Linked DNA regions of Sus scrofa: all the other regions are linked to region 1. A link is a contact called in public Hi-C data. All regions are on one chromosome and are shown on one strand. Each heading gives the region's core, a stretch centred on a gene start, on an enhancer-like site or on the middle of the called end of the contact. The rest is flanking DNA. Distances are from core to core; before and after follow the strand shown. Region 1 has its middle 79 kb from the start of ARG1. Region 2 overlaps AKAP7 (A-kinase anchor protein 7). Region 3 overlaps AKAP7 (A-kinase anchor protein 7).

Region 1 (4,742 bases), core at 705-3,204:
TGGAATAATCCCTATCCCAGTTTTAAAAAATTAGAATGGTATGTGTCTTTAGAGACACCAAATGAGATCCAAATAGTATTTTCTATTACTCTTTTCAAAGACTCAGCGACACAATTTCATAAAGTGTGACATTTAATGACTGAGAATGTGGAAGATGCCTCAGCAGATTAAGAACATCAGAGTCCCATCACAAGAATCCATATTTAAAGGCAGTTTATTAAGATACCACATTAATTTGTGTTTGTTTTCTTTGCTACTGTTGCTTACTTTCTATTTTATTTGTGTGCATATGGAGGTGAGAAAGCGTGAGGAGCACTTGTTCTTCCCACAGAACCCAACCTTGGTGACAAGCAAGGACTGAAATCCAGAAGATCTGTGGCTTCCTTTACTCCCAGCTCAGAACTGAGAGATTTTGAAACTATCTGCTTTCTGGGGGTGGAGAGGCTGGGATCGGGGTCTGCTGGGCTGGGAGTGGGAATGCAGGGTGGCCTGAACTGAAAGAGCTTGCTCTAACCGGATGGGGGCTTGAGGGAGGGATGGGGACCCTCCCCACCCGGGCAGGTGGCATTGAGCAGTGAGAGGACAGGGAGAGAACAGCTACGGAAGCACTCTGGGGAGACGGCAGGACCCCTGGGGAAGGAACATCTGTCTGGAGCATCTACACAGCTCTGACCCTGAGAAAGGAACCTCAATACTTGGCAAAGATTCCTTTGCACCTCAGCTGACAAAGCAGTAGAAACATCTTCCCTCTATTGGCTTCCACTACAGTCAGCAGTGACCACGAAGGCCAAAGACAGAGGACCCTTCACAGTAGACTTTGCCTGAAACACCTTGGACCTTTGACTAACCCTTTCAAATTGCAGTAATGAGGGTCTAACAATGAGTGAGAATGGATTTCTTGCCTTTACAGCCAAATGGAGGTTCCGAAAATATTTTATTCAAAGGGTGAAAGAAAATGACACACTTTGCACCCTGATATTGAATTAAAATATGTATTTGATGATATATAGATATGTGTTCAAATATATGTTTATATTTTTTTCTTCCAAATTATCAGGAAGCTGCAAACCAAAAGTCAATGCCATTAACATTTCAATAGTTTGTAACTATGAACACATTTACCCATAGAAACAACGTTAGGCATAGAAAGTAGATCACCAGGGAGTTCCCACTGTGGCTCAGTGGACTGAGAATCCAGCTGCAGTGACTCAGTTGCTGTGGAGGTGTGGATTCAATCCTTGGCCCAGCACAGTGTGTTAAAGGAGCTGAAGTTTCGCAGCTGTGGTATGGGTGCAGCTGCAGCTTGGATTCAGTCCCTAGCCTGGCAACTTCCATATGCCACGGGTGTGGCCATAAAAAAGAAGAAAGAAAAGAAAAGCAAATAGATCATTGAACTGGCCTTCAAAGATTTAATTTAATTTAAAATTAAAATCATATAGGGGACCAGGAAGTAAAGGGAGGGGGCGAGGGAGCAGAGATGGCTAAGGAGAATGGGTGATGGCTAAGGAGAATGGGGTTTCTTTGGGGGGGCTGCTTAAAATGGTTCTAAAGTGGATTGTGGTGATGTGATTATGCAGAAAACTATTAAGGTATATGCTTTAAATGGGAAAAAAATAAACGAGTAATCTATTAAAAAGTTATGTATTCACAATAGAAAATATTATTACAATATGACAATTAAAGAGGGAAAAGTTGTGAATGCTAATCCTTGAGGAAAAGCAGAGTATTGGGAGTTGGGTTTTGTTCTGTCTAATTTGTTCCAGAAAGTAGGAACAACTTTCAGGTCAGGTGGTTTGTGGCACTAGTCACCAGATGGTGACATTGACCCAACACTGCTTGATTGCCACTTAAGGAAGGTCATGGAAACATGAGCTGTGGGGAGGATGGCGAAATACCGGTCTCAGGGGCAAGAGGCCACCATCACCCCATCTCCTGCATCAGCTCCTCTTGGACTTTGACCTTTTTTGCTCCATGAACTGGGAGGCCACATACTGTTTGACCCTCAGAGTTTACACACAGTGCTGCACTTTCATATTGCCAAGCTTTCAGGATAACTTTATACAAAGACAGTGTGGGCAGCCACATGGCTACGTGCTTTAGGACCCACTAGGTAAGACCCTTCCCCCAAAATCCACCCTCAGCAACCCTACAGAGAATAAGAGATACAGGTATTAATGTCTTTGGATCAGGGGCCCTGATAAAATGCACATTTCTTCTGGGAAGGTAATCCCTTTTCTAAGAATTTGAATTAGTGTCTTCCTTTCACGAAGAACAGAAATAAGAAAACATGTATTTATTAGATGATTAAATATTGGCAATGGATAGGATAGGGGGAAATTTTCCTTCTCAGAATTAAAAATAGAAAAAGTTACCGGAGTTCCTGTTGTGGCTCAGTGGTTAACGAATCCGACTAGGAATCATGAGGTTGTAGGTTCGATCCCTGGCCTTGCTCAGTGGGTTAAGGATCCGGCATTGCTGTGAGCTGTGGGGTAGGTCACAGGTGCGGCTTGGATCCCACGTTGCTGTGGCTGTGGTGTAGGCTGGTGGCTACACCTCTGATTAGACCCCTAGCCTGGGAATCTCCGTGCCACGGGAATGGCCCTAGAAAAGACAAAAAGAAAAGAAAAAAAAAAAAAGAAAAAATTACCAATGACATTACATGCAGACATCTAAATGATAAGGATAGCTTATAATAGTACCAGCCTCTGAGAAGCACCTTCCTCAGCAATAGACACAAAGAGGCTTCAAATGTTCCAGGTCAGGACCTAGCCTGCTGTAGCATCCTGGAAAGTACCAAAGGGCCCTTCCGTTCTCTGCCCTGGGGACGGGGCACAGAAAACCTGTAGGAGAAAAAGTGGTGCCCTGTTGGGAGGCTAGGAGTGTATCAATAGGGAGGAAGGATGAAGAAGACAAGGAGGAAATTTTTTTTTCTTTATTGGCCGCACCCGCAGCAAATGGAAGTTCCTGGGCCAGGGACTGACTTATGCCAGAGCTGTGGTAACACCTGATCCTTAACCCACTCTGCTGAGCCAGGGTTCGAACCAGCATCACTGCAGAGATAACGCCAGGTCTTTAACCCACTGCACCACAGCAGAAACTCCAAGGGGGAAATTCTTATTTTCATAATTCATAAATCCATATGAAGCAATAGCTCCAAACTTAACCCACTATCCAATTATTTTCACAGCAGGATTCCTGTCTTCTTAAGTTATCTTACATCTTAAATCAGGTTAAATAATTACACAGCTTTTAAATGAACGAACATATTCACTAGCCAATTTGAGATTATATAAATAAGCCCTCATCTTGAACTATAACACATGCATTCACTCACCTCAAATTGTGAAATAATTTTCCTAAAGCCTTCTTTGGAACGTCTAACAAATGATTAGCCTTTCATTGCATTATTCTAAGTCCCATCAAAGTACTGGGATGAAAACCTAAATAGCAGCTAGGAGGGCAGGTGCAGGAGGAGACTGAATTCTGTGCGCTTCCGGCAGGGGATAGTAGAAGTCAAGGTTATTTTTGTTTGCAAGGGCCACTGTAACCAAGTACCACAAACTGAGTGGCTTAAAACAATAGACATTTACCGTCTCACAGTTTGGGAGGCTAGAATCTGAAAATCAAGGTGTCGGCAGAGCCATGTTCCCGCTGAAACATGTTGGGAGGACCCTTCTTTGCCTTTTTCTAGCTTACGGTGTTAGCCAGAAATCCTTGGCAATCCTTGGCTTACAGATGCACCACTCCAGTCCTCAATGTTTGCGTGGCTATCTTTCCTCTGTATCCTGTCTGTCTCTGGGTCTGTCCCCTTTTTGTATAGACACTAGTCATATTGAATTAGGGTTCACCCTGATAATCTCATTTTAACTCGATTGCCTTTGTAAAGATCCTATTTCCAAATAAGATCATGGTCTGATACTGGGGTTAGGACTTTGATGTATCTTTGGGCTAGGGGACACAGTTCAACCATAAGAGGGGTGTTGATGGGTACTGAACGAAAACCTGAACTGCAGGAGTTCCCATCGTGGCACAGCAGAAACAAATCGAACTAGGAACCATGAAGTTGTGGGTTCGATCCCTGGCCTCGCTCAGTGGGTTAAGGATCTGGCTTTGCCGTGAGCTGTGGTGTAGATCGCAGACGTGGCTTGGATATGGTGTTGTTATGGCTGTGGTGTAGGCCGGTGGCTACAGCTCCAACTAGACCCCTAGGCTGGGAACCTCCATATGCCAAGGGTGCGGCCCTGAAAGGGAAAAAGAAAAACAAAACCTGAACTGCAAACAAAAAATGATCAAGGATCAGCCATTCCCCTTCTTCAACACTAAGGGAAGAAAATGGACATAGAAAATTTCTGAATGAATATGGGTGACAAGGTTTAAAAACATGAAATACTATTTTCAAAAGTTGCCAGTAGGGGAGTTCCTGTCGTGGCACAGTGGAAACAAAACCAACTGGGAACCATGAGGTTGCAGGTTCAATCCCTGGCCTCGCTCAGTGGGTTAAGGATCTGGCGTTGCTGTGAGCTGTGGTGTGGGTCACAGACAGGGCTCAGATCCCGAGTGGCTGTGGCTATGGTGTAAGCCATCAGCTGTAGCTCTGATTAGACCCCTAGCCTGGGAACCTCCATATACTGGGAGTGCAGCCCTAAAAAACAAAAACGAACAAACAAACAAACAAAAAAACCCCACAAAAGTTGCCAGGAGATCAATGGAATATAGAATAGGGAAGGGATACTGCTAAAAAA
Region 2 (4,742 bases), core at 1,296-3,795, 190 kb after region 1:
TACCTTGAAAATTTCATCATTGCATCTTTTAATGCCAGCTCTAAAACTCTGTTTCTTAAATTACACTTAGATCAGAAATTCGTCTGTGGATACAAATGCTAGAAAATAAGTAAAACGTCCACTGAATCCATATGCCTGAAGCAAAATACCACTTTAGGAATTTTCTTGTAGGGTAACGTGTTAAAGATCCGGCATTGCCACTGCAGGGGTTTGGGTTGTTGCTGAGGTAGAGGTTCGATCCCTGGCCTGGGAACTTCTGCATGCTGTGGGTGTGGGCAAAAAAACTGTGTGTGTATACATATAATTTATGTGTGTGTGTGTTATACATATATTTAAGCCTGAACTATCAAAATCAGCATTTCCTAAACCAGGTGCTGCCAAACGCAGTGGATGAAAAAAGGACACGCTGATACCTGGGAAACGATGCTGGGGTAGAACATAAAACTGTTCAAAACATTCATTGCTTTCCTTGTGGTGTCCTTTTCTGCAAATAGGTTTATATACATCCTGTTCTGCGGAACTCAGAAGAGACCATATGACCTGCTTTGGCCAGTAAGACATAAACAGGAACGATGTGCATCACTTCTTAGCAGAAGCATTCAGCTTGTGAATCACCATCTTTCTTTGCCTTCTGCCAAAGGACCAGCAAAGTCCTAGCCAGAAGCCACTCAGCCAAGGTTCCAAACACAGACAAGGTGGAGCAGAGCCACAGATGACACGTGTTGAGGGGCAAAAACTAAACCTTTGCCACTGTAAGTGCTCAAGATTCACAATAAACATTCCTATGTCAGAGATCCTAAGAAGTTCTAAAATAAATACTCAAATTAACTTTATTTAACCCATCACAGAATCCTTATCTCTCATAAAACCCTAAGAGAGGTTCTGAGAGAAGATTTTTAGAAAATGTCAATGAAAATACTGAACTTCAAATCTCCACTCCAGCACAACATTGTAAATCAACTATACTTTAAAAATACACTAATAATAATAATTTTTTTAATCTCCATTCCACTTTGCACAGACTTAACATGAGGCTGTGTCATTTCTTCTAGGGTTTTCAAATTTTTCAAACTCTCTAATAGAAAAAGGGTTAACCAGAAGCCATTTGGGTATTTTGATATTAATCAACTCCCAGAATTCTTCCTTCAAATAATACACCTTTCTTCTTATTATGTCCTATACATTTCAATATTCAAAGATGTATAAAGTATGCAAAGGTTACAAATGAACATTTAGTCAGTCTACCTTTGTAGATCTCATTTCTAATTTTTAAATAATCATAAGCTTACTTATTTAGTTTTTTCAATATATGGAAACAGACAACACAACAGCATGAAGCTGAAAAATGCATTTGAAACAGAAGTGAAATCAGTAGCTATATATACAGTGCTCTTTGACACACTATAGATGATACAGTTGAATAATGGCACCTAGAATCTCAGAAGAAATTGCAATCCCATCTCACAGCAGATTTCACTGAATTTTTAATGCTAAAAAAACCTCGAACAAAGAGATGTGTTGTTGTGTTTTCTTTATTGATTTTTTTTGGCCACACCCACTGCATATAAAAGATCCCAGACGAGGGATCAAACCCCAGCCATAGTGGCAACCCAAGCCGCTACAGTGACAATGCCTGATCCTGAACCTGCTGTGCTGCAAAAGAACTCCTTTATTTACTGATTTTTAACTAAGAAAAATCCACGAAGAATTCCATACTAGAGCCTTAGATCTAAGTGTACCTAATAATATGAAAAGATGTATTTTCAGGAATAGGTTACTGAAACAATCAATCTGCTTTATCTTGTACCAAGACCAGTATTGTCAGGAATAATAAATAAAGGCTCCCTAATATCAAGGGCACCTAAAGTGCGGGGAAAGAATGACAGTGGCATGTGGCCTGGCAGGCCCTCTCGGGTGCAGTGATGGACAACTCTTTACAATAAGGGTCCCTGCTCAACATCTCCACTACTCGCCCTGAAGGCACTCCCCTCCCTTTCTGAAGATGGTACATACTGAGACTCATGCCCTCTGGGCCCCCTTTGGCATCGTCTGTCCCTTCTTACAGTGGAGCCCTCACCCTCTGGGAGTGAAGACTTGCTGATGGCTTCTGAGCTCTCACGCCAATAGACCTGTACAGTATTCTGCACCCTCAAGCAGCGTCTCACGCAAGTTCTGCTGGTCCCTGTTGCTTCAGGCCACACTTGCACATAATTTGGCATCTATAGATTTTTCTATCTCCCAGTTTCACTCAAAATGTAGTCTGTGATATTGTCCCCATCGTCTTTATTGCTCCGTAGGTTTTCCAGGAGGAAAGGTGGAAAGATTGCCACCATCTTCCTAACAGTTCTTAAAGGTCTTTCCCTGTGTGTCATTTTCTCCTTCCATGCATACAAGAAAGCCAGTCTATAGTCGAAAAAAATTCTCCATGTGAAGGCAAATTAGCCTATTTGGTTAAAATGCTTACTTCACACAACATTTCCGAAGAGTGAGGGGGTCAAGAGTCATTAGGACTAAGCTCCTCTTGCATCATGAGCACAGAGGTCAAGGGAGGTTAGGAGATTTGTCCAGTTAAACAACAGAGCTAAAACAAGAAAATTCACACTCAGCCAAATATATTACAGAGGCTCCTTTGAAAAGTAATAGACCAGTATCCTTGAGTTTCAAATGGTTTGTAAAGGCCCATTATCATGCAGACCCAGGAAGGTTGAGTGGCAGCCAAATTACACCAGGCCAGTTAACAAGATCCTAAGAAAATGTGCTACCTGATGGGTATAAGAATAAATAATGGTTGTAGGTGTGGAAAGATGACAGCAGAGAATCCTGGCTGGGCAGGATGTCAAGAAGGTTGGGATTCAGCCAACCTAACATAGAAACTGTAAATTACAATCCTGATCCAATCACCAAATAATACAGGGATTGGGTTTTCTTCTTAATGGTACCATCAGAAAAGCATTTCCATCCACACTCTTGTCCTCGTGGTCTTCTTTTTTTTTTTTTAGGGCCACACCTATAGCATACGGAGGTTCCCAGGCTAGGGGTTGAATCAAGGCTGCAGCTGCTGGCCTAAGCCAGCAACACCAGATCTGAGCCACATCTGCGACCTACACCGCAGCCTGAAGCAATGCCAGATCCTCAACTCACTGAGCAAGGCCGGGGGGATCAAACCCACATCCTCATGGATACTAGTCAGGTTCTTAACCCACTGAGCCACAAAAGGAACTCCCCACACACTCTTCTCTTCTACTATTTACTGCCACTCCCACTGATGTCTGCCTTATATCTTCTTCCCTACTTCCCCCAACCTCATCATCACACAGTCTGACAACCACCCCTCTGCCCTTGCTTTGTGCATATCAAATTCTGCACTCAAAACAAACCAGCCTCAATGACAATAACTAATAATTTCAAAGAAGATCATTTCTTTCATTCTAAAAATCTCTCATTGTCTGACTCTCTGAAAAGCTGCTATAAGGAAGTACACATTAATAACTTACAGCTTTGAAATTTGAAAGTCATAACTCAGGAAAGATATCTAAGAAGTTTACAAAATAATTTATGCTTAAAAACAACTGGTCTATCCATGGAAATACTGAATTTATTTCTTAAAGAATCTGGACCTGCATGTTTGATTTGAAATTGGTCTTCTTCTGCCACCAAGTGTTAGCACACACTTCTAACCAACCAATTTCTGCAATGTTCAAAAACCACAGAAATACAGTCACTCAATGGGAAAAATAAATCCAAAAGAATGCATTATAAAAAGCATAAACCTAAACTAGTTGTCTAACTATGTGGAACAAATATACTCTAAAGAAACTATAAAGATGACTTGATATTTAGTTATTATTTCAGAGACAAAGTAATTAAATAAGATTTTCTGAGGCTTCATTTGATTAAAGAAGCTAAAACTTTGAAATCACAGTGATAATCAAAATAGCCTTAAAATACACAAAACTACTTTCAGTATTCTCTTATGCAATACACCCCATTATAAGTCCATGAAACTAAGAATACACAAAATTAACACACTGACTGAACGTCTTATGGTGTTAGAAAAATATATAATTGTCAAAAAAAAAAAAAAGTCTTTTGCTTTTCAGAGTCTCAGAGAATTTAGTTCTCTAGTCTGGGAACCAAAATACCACATTGTAGCAGAGGAAGTTCCATGTCAGGAAATTGGAAAGAGAGTTTCTACATTTTCAAAGTTCTGAATACAGTCTATAGAACTTTCAGTTCTCCCACAGGAATTTTGGTTACTTCTACTAAACGGTATTACTTGCAAACAGGTGCCTACATGAGGACGGTAGTTCAGAAAGCAGGGACCTCTGCAACCAGCACTGAACACTGCGGGGAAATTATCACACAGGCTCTTTACCATCATCCCTATGTGAACTCTCAGCCGGACATCTGCGCCAGACACCTGTCCACATCTTTTATGTCAATGAAGTGCTCTGTCTTCATGAGCAGACCAATTATGTCTCTAACCCTGAATCTTTTTTTGGGGGGGGCACACCCACAGAATGTAGAAATTCCCAGGCCAGGGATCAAAAGCATGCCACAGCAGTGACCCAAGCTACAGAACCAACTCAAGCCACAACAGTGACAATGCCAGATCTTTAACCTGCTGAGCCACTAGGGAAGAACGCCCTGAATCTCTCTCTCTCTCTCTTTTTTTTTTTTTTTTTTAAAGATTTTTAGGTCATTTAAAAATGACACATTATACAGTGAAAAGAAAAATCAAT
Region 3 (4,742 bases), core at 1,247-3,746, 130 kb after region 1:
GGCACAGTGGTTAACAAATCTGACTAGGAACCATGAGGTTGCAGTTTTGATCCCTGGCTTGCTCAGTGGGTTAAGGATCCAGCGTTGCCGTGAGCTGTGGTGTAGGTTGCAGACGCGGCTTGGATCCTGCATTGCTGTGGCTCTGGCGTAGGCCAGTGGCTACAGCTCCGATTAGACCCCTAGCCTGGGAACCTCCATATGCCGTGGGAGTGGCCCTAGAAAAGGAAAAAAAAAAAAAGACAAAAAAAGCCTCTTCCCCCCCTCCACACACCAGAAAGTTTTAGAATTAAAACAGAAATGTTTTCTATAATAAAAATTCCAAAGAGGAAAGAACCATGCCTTTGTAAGTTTTATTCAGGGTTCAGAAGCACAAATGAGTTTTTTAAATGGTGATGCTTTATGTACAAAAGAACGACCTTCAGGGCTTCTGGAAAACACTACACTCCAACACCCTACCCTCATCGTTTTTAAACTGGAGCGGTGGGGTGGATTGCAATCAGACCAAATATCAATAATAGCCTCCTGGGAAAACAAAGAGGAGATAAGGTCCAACGGGGTGACCGGTTGCCTGAGTGGGTGGGGCACGACCCAGGCAGCCCCAGCTACAGCTGTCAGGAAGACTAGTGGTTCTGAGCCCCCTGAGTCTTTTATTAACACAGCTGGTACCTCCAGATCAGGCACGTGCCCTTCCCTCCACTGTTCCCGAGTCACTGCCTGAAGCCAATCCCTTCACACATCATTGCAGGAACCTCCAAATCACATGGCTTAGGATGATCTCTCTGACTTGTACCCTCAAGACTGCTCATCATATGGTCGTATCGGAGATGGGACAAGACACAGACCCTGGCTGTTTATAGGCCAAACAGGCTACCAAAGAACTCTTTCCAGACATACATTGTAGCCTTTTAGACAGACTTCTCTTTTTCAGTTTGTAACCTCAGTTTTCTGAGTCCACACTTTGATCCACATTGTTCTCCACAGAATTTCTGTTGTAATGCGGTCATTTCTTATTGGAAACCCTGATAGCGTGATGGTACTATCGGCGGTGATGTTGACAGACCTCCTAATGCATGTGCAAGGAGGGGAAAATATGATATACATATGAGGTTGAAATCCAATTCTGCCATTTTCTATCTGCACAGCCTTGTCCACTATCTCTCCAAACTGAAATTTCCCATCAGTGTGAAACAGGAGGGAAGGGAGTAGAGCACAACCCTTAAAAGAACGACACAGCCCTTGAGGATGTGACAAAAACTGGTGAAAACTAACGAGGTCCAAGATAGTGGATGATCTGACTTTCAATGGACCTTGAAGCTCGTCATAGCTCACTGTAACAGATTAGCATGCTAAGTGACACGCCCACAGGTGCCACAACCGTTCTGAGGCCAAAAAGTGGCAATGGCCCAATTCCTGGAAACCTGCCCCTTCCCAGAAATAGCTGGAATAACCCTCCCCTCATTAGCCTGTGAAATTGCGCAGCCCATGAAAACTCACCACCCCGTACTGCAGGGCCTCTAGGCTCTCACCTCTCGCCTTCTGAGATGGCCCGCACTCTGTCTATGGAATGCCTTTCTCCCAGGGCCATTCTCTCACCTTCTGAGATGGCCCAGACTTTGTCCATCTCTCAATAAATCTACTTTTGACCTGTCACTCTGCCTCTCACCAAACTTCTTCTGTGCTAAGACACAACCAACCTGAACTCCACTAAGTCCTGAGACCAGGTGTGTGATTTTAATGAAAAAAAAACCCAGTGGTTTCAAGTCCCAATTTGGCCTCTGTCTGGGTATGAGTTCCAGTCTGTGGGTCTGAGTCCCATACTGAGGTATACAGTTTCAAATGGGCCACTCATGAGGCTAATGGACCCTGTAGTGCTGCTGTAAACATAAGAGAGAAGGGATGGAAAAAGTCTAACATCGTGCTGGAATAGAGTAGGCTCTCAAATATTTTATTTGTGCATTTCATACATGTGCTATGATTAAATCTGAGTTCACATTATTTTAAGAATGGTTCAATACCTACTAAATACCAATCACTCATGCACTCAATAATTGACTTTAATAAAAGTACTTACTATGTGCCATTACTAAGTATGTAAAAATGACACAGTCTCTGATCACACAGAAGTCGGTCTAGGAGGATGACCAATAAACAGTGATTGCAAAACAACAGGTGAAGTGCTGTAACAGAACATGTTCAAGGTCCAGTGGCGTCAGGAAGGATAACAAGGTTACGTTTCATAGGGGAGATACGTCAGCTCCGTGAACAGGTGTTTGCAGGCGCAGGGAAAGGGGAAGCAGGAAGGTTTTCCAGATTTAAGAAAGGCATGAGCATGTGCACAGAAGAATGGAAATGCACGATGTACGTGCAGACTTGGAGGTACCTTCACGGTACTGGCATGAAGAGTTCAGGGTGCCATGGCTAGGGTGGGGGTGGCACAGGGAGAAGGGCTACAGAGCAGGTAGGGGTGAAGGGCCCTATGGACCATGCTATGGAGTCAAGCGCATCCTATAGGCGATGGGGAGCTACTGCAGGATTTTAAGCACAGCATATTTTAGAAACCTCACTGTGATAGCCATGTGGAATATAATATGGAAGGAGTGGAGAGGGGCAAAAATAGAGACAAATTGTTGCAATAGACAAAAAAAGAAACAATGAGGACCTGAACTGTGGCAGATGCAACAGGAAAGAAAAGGAAGCGTTACAGAGAGAGTGAGGGAATAGCAAGGCTGGCCACTGCACCAATCTGATCAGGAGAGGTTTTCAAGGAAAGAGGAAGGAGAGTGCAAAAAAATATACATATGAAGAAATAATGGCCTGAATGTTTGAAATCCTATAAAAAACCATAACCTAAAATCAAGAGTCTCAGAAAATATCAAGTATAAGGAATGTGAAGATGGAACATCATGATCAAATTGCTGAAAACCAATATTAAAAGAAAATCATTAGAGCAGCCAAAGGAAAAAGGGTGCATTATATAGAGGAACAAAGACAGGAAGGATAGCAGACTTGTGCATCACAAACAATGTGAGCCAAAAGACAACAGCACAGCATTTTTACTAAAAGAAAAAGAAAAAGGCAGCACAGAATTCTCTATCCAGACATATTATCTTTTAAAAATGAGGCTGAAAGAGAGATTTTTTTCAGACATATAAATGCTGAATTAATCCATCATCAGCCAACCAGCACTTAGAAGAAATGTTCAAGAAAAAACTTAAGTGGCAGGAAAATGAGACCAGATGGAAATTTGGATCTATTCAAAGGCGAGGAGAGAACTAAAAACTATACATATATGGATAAAAATAAAATACTTTCTCTCTTTGTTAATCTTCTTAAAAGACAAATAACTGCTTTTAATGGAATTTATAAAATACAAAGAAAAAATGTACACAACAACTAAGGCAGAGACTGAGATGGAACATGGAAAGAACTGTCATGAGGGTCTTGCACTAAATACGAAGTGGCATATTATTATGTGAAGGCATACCATCTTAGGATGTATATTTTAAAACCCTAGAGCAACCACTAAAGTAAAAACAAAGAAGAGCCATAGCTAACAAACTAGTAATGAACCTACAATGAAATCCTAAAACTGCTTAATACAAAATAAGGCAGTAAAGGAGAAGAAAAAGGAACACAGAGTAGATGAGACAAGTAGAAACCAACTAGCCAGGGGTATGACTTAAACTCACCCATACTGATAACCATGTGAAAAGGAAGATGGTCTTAAGACGCCAATAAAAAGTCAGATGGTTAATTTGGATAAGACACATGAGTCAACCAGAATGTCTACCACTTCAAGTAAAAAACCTACTTCAAGTATGAGAACAGAGAATGGTTGAAGGTCAAAGGATGGAAAAGGATGATCACGCTAAAACTAATCAAAAGAAAGCTAGAGAATCAATACCAGACAAAGCAGATTTCAGGTAAAAAAGAATATTAGCTGCCATAAAGAGGGACGTTTTAGAATTACGAAAGAGTTGATCCATCCAAAGGATATAAAAACCCTAAATGTGCATGCACCTAAGAGCAATAGAGTACCTAAAGCAAAACCAACAGAACGGAAAGTCTAACAGATAATCCACAATTACAGTTTGAAATTTCAAAAACACTGTTGTGATTGACAGAATGAGGAGAAAAAAGTTCAGAAAGAACACAGAAGACTTGAACAGTAGTAGACAAATCCACCAAACTGATCATTATAGAGCATTTCACCCAACGACAGCAAAACATGCAGTCTTTTTGGTGTACAGAAACCCTTCACAAGAGAAGATCATATTCTGAGCCACAAAACAAGTATCAATACATTTTAAATTACTGAATCTACCCAGTGCCTGTGCTCAAACCACAATGGAGTCAAATAAGAAATCAATAACAGAAAGATATACATTTAAAAGATATTTCTAAAGTTAACTGTAGTTCTACATGATCCATAAACAACTGAAAAATGAATTTATAATATGACATCACTTATATCTGGAATCTAATATACGGCACAAATGAACTTTTGCACAGAAAAGAAAATCATGGACTTGGAGAATAGACTTGTGATTGACAAGGGGGAGGGGGAAGGGAGTGGGATGGACTGGGAATTTGGGGTTAATAGATGCAAACTATTGTCTTTGGAATGGATTAGCAATGAGATCCTGCTGTGTAGCACTGGGAACTATATCTAGTCACTTATGATGGAGCATGATAATGTGAGAAAAAAGAATGTATATGTTATGTGTGACTGGGTCACCTTG

The links. A called contact is a pair of places that touch in the nucleus more often than the background predicts.
Region 2: a Hi-C map of liver shows a contact between it and region 1, with 1.9 times the contacts expected there. The contact joins two enhancer-like sites. A contact is called at or near these places in 2 of 47 Hi-C or Micro-C datasets (heart right ventricle and liver).
Region 3: a contact with region 1 is called in a Hi-C map of liver, with 6 times the contacts expected there. The contact joins two enhancer-like sites. A contact is called at or near these places in 2 of 47 Hi-C or Micro-C datasets (fetal liver and liver) and 1 of 2 datasets of contacts at active chromatin or transcription factors (alveolar macrophages).

The regions. Positions count from the first base shown.
Region 1 is chr1:32,096,882-32,101,623 of Sscrofa11.1, forward strand. No RefSeq gene overlaps it. Among named protein-coding and RNA genes, the nearest start is that of ARG1, 79 kb to the left of the region's middle. Within about 2 kb of position 1,955, at least 2 of the 83 cell types and tissues checked have an H3K27ac peak or open chromatin away from gene starts, as enhancers often do. A contact at or near this core is called in fetal liver and liver, where this site is marked.
Region 2 is chr1:32,290,941-32,295,682 of Sscrofa11.1, forward strand. The region is part of intron 6 of AKAP7 (A-kinase anchor protein 7); the gene reads right to left. Among named protein-coding and RNA genes, the nearest start is that of AKAP7, 69 kb to the right of the region's middle. Within about 2 kb of position 2,546, at least 4 of the 83 cell types and tissues checked have an H3K27ac peak or open chromatin away from gene starts, as enhancers often do. A contact at or near this core is called in liver, where this site is marked.
Region 3 is chr1:32,230,840-32,235,581 of Sscrofa11.1, forward strand. The region is part of intron 8 of AKAP7 (A-kinase anchor protein 7); the gene reads right to left. Among named protein-coding and RNA genes, the nearest start is that of AKAP7, 130 kb to the right of the region's middle. Within about 2 kb of position 2,497, at least 6 of the 83 cell types and tissues checked have an H3K27ac peak or open chromatin away from gene starts, as enhancers often do. A contact at or near this core is called in fetal liver and liver, where this site is marked.